2 separate regions of the Oryctolagus cuniculus genome follow, and region 1 is linked to region 2. A link is a contact called in public Hi-C data. All regions are on one chromosome and are shown on one strand. The core of a region is the stretch at or near the end of the contact, and the rest is flanking DNA. Distances in the headings are between cores, read along the strand shown.

Evidence for each region. A called contact is a pair of places that touch in the nucleus more often than the background predicts.
Region 1: a Hi-C map of psoas muscle shows a contact between it and region 2, with 3 times the contacts expected there. The contact joins the enhancer-like site here to the promoter of BACH2 in region 2. A contact is called at or near these places in 2 of 6 Hi-C or Micro-C datasets (psoas muscle and an unstated tissue).

Annotation. Positions count from the first base shown.
Region 1 is chr5:82,454,990-82,457,689 of mOryCun1.1, reverse strand. All of the region lies in intron 3 of BACH2 (BTB domain and CNC homolog 2), which reads right to left. Among named protein-coding and RNA genes, the nearest start is that of GJA10, 210 kb to the left of the region's middle. Within about 2 kb of position 1,334, at least 4 of the 8 cell types and tissues checked have an H3K27ac peak or open chromatin away from gene starts, as enhancers often do.
Region 2 is chr5:82,212,825-82,215,524 of mOryCun1.1, reverse strand. It overlaps BACH2 (BTB domain and CNC homolog 2), which reads right to left and starts at 1,435. Exons shown (of 7, transcript XM_070073780.1): 1 at 1,040-1,435.

The DNA.
Region 1 (2,700 bases), core at 85-2,584, 240 kb before region 2:
GCGAGATCTCACCTACTCCCATTAGGCCAACGTTGGCTCTTCCAGCTGCCACTCTGTTGGGGAAAGAGAAGTAAGCCAGCTCTCACAGCACGACACCATCAAAGCTGCCAAGGAGGCGGGCAGCATGCTGCGGATCACACAGGAGGGGCCGCAGATTTTGCCGGAAAGGATCAGAACAGCGTCCTGGTGGAGATGACACTTAGACGACGACTTGAAACCAAGAGTTAACCAGGTGGAGAGGGTGCAAGGTCTTTCCAGGGAGATACAAAAGACTTTGTGAAGGCGAGCTGGAGCGAGAGACGTGGCAGCACGGTTTTTGCCTCTCTTCACTTCCTCCGTTGTTTTTCTCTGACTTAGCTTAACTTTCTGAGGCTCTTTTCTGTTCAGGCTTGGAATGTATCTTGTCTTCTGCTTTAAGAAGTGTCCATTACACGGCTGTCAAAGCTCTTCATACAATACCTGATTACTCTAACTGTGATGTGAGCATTCAGTAGCCAAAGCACCAGCAACGTGACTGTACTAAGTAGGGCTTGACTCTACTCTTTTTTTTTTTTTTTTTTTTTTTTTTTTTTTTTTTTTTGAGATTGAGCCAGCACTTCGGTTTGATTAGGGTAGAAAAGCAAACAGCTTCCCAGGTATCAAAAGGCTGTCAAAGGTCACCCAGAGCCATGAACTGGACCCCAGTACTCTGACGGAACCGGACAAGGGATATAGGTCTTCTTTTCTTTATTAGCTGACCTGTGTTTCTCTTCAATGCCACTAGCCAGCAGTGCTTAGAACAAGGCATTTTGGAATTTCCAAATTATTTCTAAGGCCCTGGTTCACAAATTCTCATGGAGATTGGGGAGTGAGTGCATGGTAGAAGTGCGAACCACCCCACAAGGTAACTTCCACACCTGTTACCTCCTTCGCTGGGCCCTTCTTTGCCACTGGCCCCTCAGCTACCTAACCCCATCTCTGTGAAAAGTGCACAGTAATTCGAGGTTTCCTTCAGCTTCCAACAGGTGGAAAGGCACCATTCGCAAATCCACCCTATCAAAAACCAGAAGAGGGATCTAAGCCTTCAATGAAGAACCCTAAACACCCTGCCAGAAAGTCCCAAACAACCCTGAAAAGTGAGAATAAAACTACCAAAAGCTGACGGAGAGTAAGAAGCATTACTTCCAACCCACACTTGTCTTTCTAAAAAAAGCCAACCAAGGCCTGGAAAAAAAAAACACACACACACACACACACAAAACACCAACCCCGCAACACGAGAAATCTAACATCGTGAACATATTTCCTATCCTCACATAGCTTACGAAAGTGCTTCTGAGCTTTTCCCTGGCTCATTTACAACGACGAGAGGGAGCAAAAAGGAAATGCAACAGATGGTACCGAGAGGAGAGGCACTACCAGGCTCTCTTGCAGTGATTTATCTGCACAGAGATTTATCTCTCTTGGGTGAGGCTTCAAACGTGCAGATGTACCAATGGCTTGGTCTTGCTCAAGAACAATACAAACGAGGCTCCTTTAAAAAAGCTGCAGGTTATCAGGTCTGTTTACTACTGCGGTCTATTTTTGTTGTTTCTAAAACAGATCACGCCAGCCTCCCTGCCACCCTCCCAAGCTGACTCCACAAGAATCTTATCTGGTACTGATTTAGAGCTGACAGGTGGTACATGCATAATTAAAGATGACCTAACATAGAATGCTCTCATTCCTGGCATATTATCAGACACTTAAGCAAAGCAATTATCAGTAGGCAATCTTTCCTGTCAACAGAGATAGAGATGAAACATTTCTTCAATTAAGAGGATTCTGCAAGGATGCCGTACAGACCCTATGGATGCAAGCTTCAGCATCAGGTACTAAGTTAGCTCCAGCAGCACCTTCGGTCAGTGCACGCGCGTCCTCCTCCCTGCCCCCCCCCCCCCCGCCCCTTTCCTGGAAGGTCAGATTTCAAACATCAAAATAGGAAATTTGGGGATGCTGCCAGAACCAACAAGGAAGTCTGTGCCTTTTCCTGCCCCGGCCCTGTTGAGGGCTGCAAATATCCGAGTCTTCCTTAAAGGCTCAGAGTGAAAAGAGGCTAGGGTGCATATTCAAGTAAATTCAATTAAAATTGCTCTTCAAAGCAGGATTACTCCCTCCCTGTGCTCCCCCGATGTCAGAAGGATTTAGAGAATTAGGATCAAGCCTTAAAACTCCTCTCAAGTCTAAGTGACTTAAAGGATTTTTTTTTCATTTTCAAGAAATAAATATTATTCAAAGCAAGAAAGGTCTTCGCAAAACGGTGGATTTCCCATTTTAGGTGAAGGAGGGAAGGGGCCACTGCACCCCCTAATAGAGTGCAGGGTTTTTACATACATAATAGCGCAGGTCCTTTATATACATGAATGCATTTTTAGCTTCCCTGAGAACAGAAATTGCTTCAGTGTCTTTGCGAGACGAGTGATTTTCGCTGCTTTTTCTTTAACAGTGGTTTATAAGCTAATAGGTCTTTCGAAGCCCAGGCAAAGGACTGCCTTCCGCGGGCATTGAGAACTTCGCAACATTGGCTGTGCCTACTTAGCCACGTTTCACAAGAAGTCTTATTGTTTAAATTCCTACACCCTGATGTCACGGCTGAACAAATGACCTCATTGTTCAGCTGAACATGCCTTTTATAGGCGCTCTGGTGGTACAGCTGCTGGTGGTGTTCGCGCTTTTTTCCCT
Region 2 (2,700 bases), core at 186-2,685:
CCCTCCAAGTTGTCCAACTCGCCTGCAAGCGAGAGGGTGCGGGACAACCCGCGCGCCACAAGCCCCGAGGCAGACACGTGCGCCCGGCCCGGCCCGGCCCGGCCCGAGTTCTTGCAAATCCCCATCCAGATCGAGGCGGTCGAGATGCTAGTTGGAGTCCCCGGCTCGCGGGCAGCTGGGGTAGCCCGTGAGCGCCGCCCGCCGCCCTGTCCAGAGTGCCCGGCCGCACAGGCAGCTAGAACCGAGACCCACGGCGCGCCTCGATTTGGAGAGCCGGGGTCTCCCCGACCGACATTCCCAGGTGGAGCTCCGGGGCTGTGTGCGTGCGTTGCACGTAGGCTTCGTGCAGTACCCCGGGAGAGGGAGGTGCGAGGCTTCCCTGCAGGAGCCTCGAGCCCCAGGTTTAAGCTCCGCGGGACGCATTCCGACAACCCGGGAGGCAGAGATTCCACTCAGGTGTGCGCCGCGAAGCCCCCAACCTGCCCCTTTCCTGGGAGCCTAAACTTGGGCTTGGATCTCCCGCCAGCGGCTGCGGTCTGGGCCACCGGCAGCGGCTGACAGCTGAGCGCAAAGGAGCGGCGGCGCGGACCGGGAGGCGGCAGCCCGGCTGGGCGCGGGTCTCGCGGGCCGGGGGGCCGGGCGGCACAGGCTTGGCCCGGCCGGGGCAGGGCCGTGGGTCTGACAGCTGCGGCAGCTCCCGCGGCCGCGCGCTTCGCTCCACCCGCCCTCCCGCGCCTGACTTATTACCCTCTGCTCCTCCTCCCCCTGCTGTTCCAAAACACCCGTCGACGCGAGCAAAATACAATGCCGCCTCGCCCGCCGTAAACAGCCAGGCGGCAGAGCGCCCGTTCGCCGCGGCGCCCACCCGCTTCCCGTTCCTAGAAAATGCCATAAAAGCGGGAGGGCGCGGGGCGGGCGGCTGCGCGCGGGGCGCTGGGCAGGGCGGCCGCGGCTCCGCTTCCCCACGCCTCCCCGCCTGCCCCGCGCACCCGTTCCCCCTGCATGCTCGCCCGCCGCCCCGCCGGGGCCGGGGACTCACCTCGCCGGAGAACTTCGCGTCCTTTCCGCCTCCTCGTCCCCACGTCTGCCCGGCCCGAGCCCCGTCCCAGCAGCCGGCGCGGTGGGCGGTTCGGGGGGTCACCGAAGGCTCGCAGAGGGGACGCGCATCACATGGCAGCTCGTTCCCAGCCCCCGAGTGCGCCGGGAAGGGGGAGGGGAGGGGCGAGAAGCGGCCAGGGAGAGGGCGAGAGCGGGGCGGCGGCGGGAGCGGGCGGCGAGGGCGCGGCGGCGGGAGCGGGAGCGCTGGTGCGACCGCAGCCGGGCGTGCACGGCCGCTGCTGTGCTGTGCGGCGGCGGCGGCGGCGGCTGCTGCGGCGGCGGCGGCTCGGCGGTGTTTGCTCCGTGCCGCGCGGCTTGCGCTCTCCCTGGAACGCCCACACTCTCAATCGCTACATTGTTGACATTCGGCGCTGACGTCACCCGCTCCCCATTCACAATAACTTTACGGGAGCCGGGCAGCGCACCTCCCCGGCCGCTGGGGCGCCGTACGCCCGGCGACTAGCGTAAGCCGCTCCGCGAATGGCGCTCCGGGGGCGGGGGCGGGCGCGCGCTCCGCCGGCTCGCGGGAGGGGGCGCGCCGAGCTCCCCGCTTTGTGCGGCCGTGCGGCCCGCAGAGCCCTCTGCTCCCGGCGGGGCTGCCCGCTCGGCTGGCAGGGCCTTGCAAGAGCAGGGTTAGGGGTTTGGGCTTGGGGAGGCCAGGGCGGGAGAGGGGCCAGAGCCCAGGGCACTGCCTCCAGGCCCGGGAGCGAGACCTGAGACTGCTGGGCTGTGGTCTGCGCGTTTTTCCTGGACAAGCCCGAAAAGGTGCTCCACGCACCCCTCTCCCTCCCACTTCCCCCAGGGCTGACCGGACCCCTGCTTCTGCCTAGGGACAGGCCGACCGAGAGGAGCACCCGACCGAGGCTAACGTTTGGATCTTTTTCAGCAGCGCCTCGGCCTGCCCCATTCCAGGAACGTCTAAGCACCCCCGGCCAGGTTATGGAAAGAGCGCTCGCTCTGTGCGAAGCTCAATTCCAAGTCCAGCTCCCCAGCTCCAGCCACCTTGCCAGCCTGTCCCTGGAGGCTGCAGGGTGTTGCCCCTATGGCCATCGCGCGGCTGCCCCGTCAGGAGAAAGCTTGGTAGTTAGAGTTTTAAGAGAGTCGTTAGGGACCCAGGCTGGAGAGATAGGCTTGCAGTAAAATTAGGTTGGGTGAGTGCAGTGCTGCTGCCTGCAGCTTTACCCGTGGAGAGGCCAGGAAACTCTGCCACGTTTCCCTAAACACCTATAACTTGGCCCCTTGGGTAAGGGCACTATTCCGTATTATTGCATGTGGTGCTGATTTTTAATGAATATTATAAAACTTTGGCTCGCTCTACTGAGGGAAGGATCGTAAATCCCCCCTATAAAACAGGCACTGGCATATGCTGAGGAAGCAGGGGAGCCTCGCCCTGGGAGTCTCGTGATATCACCCGGAGTGTGGCTGCAGCCACCTTCGATTTGAGGGCAGAATTTTTAAAGGCCCCACTTGGAACGGCTGTGTGGAAAGCTAAGCCACGGCCAAAAGCAAGCTGAAGGCGCTAAGCTGATTTTTCTAACAGCGCTGGAAGACCTTGACATGTGGATCTGGGCCCGGCCTGGGACGTTTTCTTTGCTAACCCTT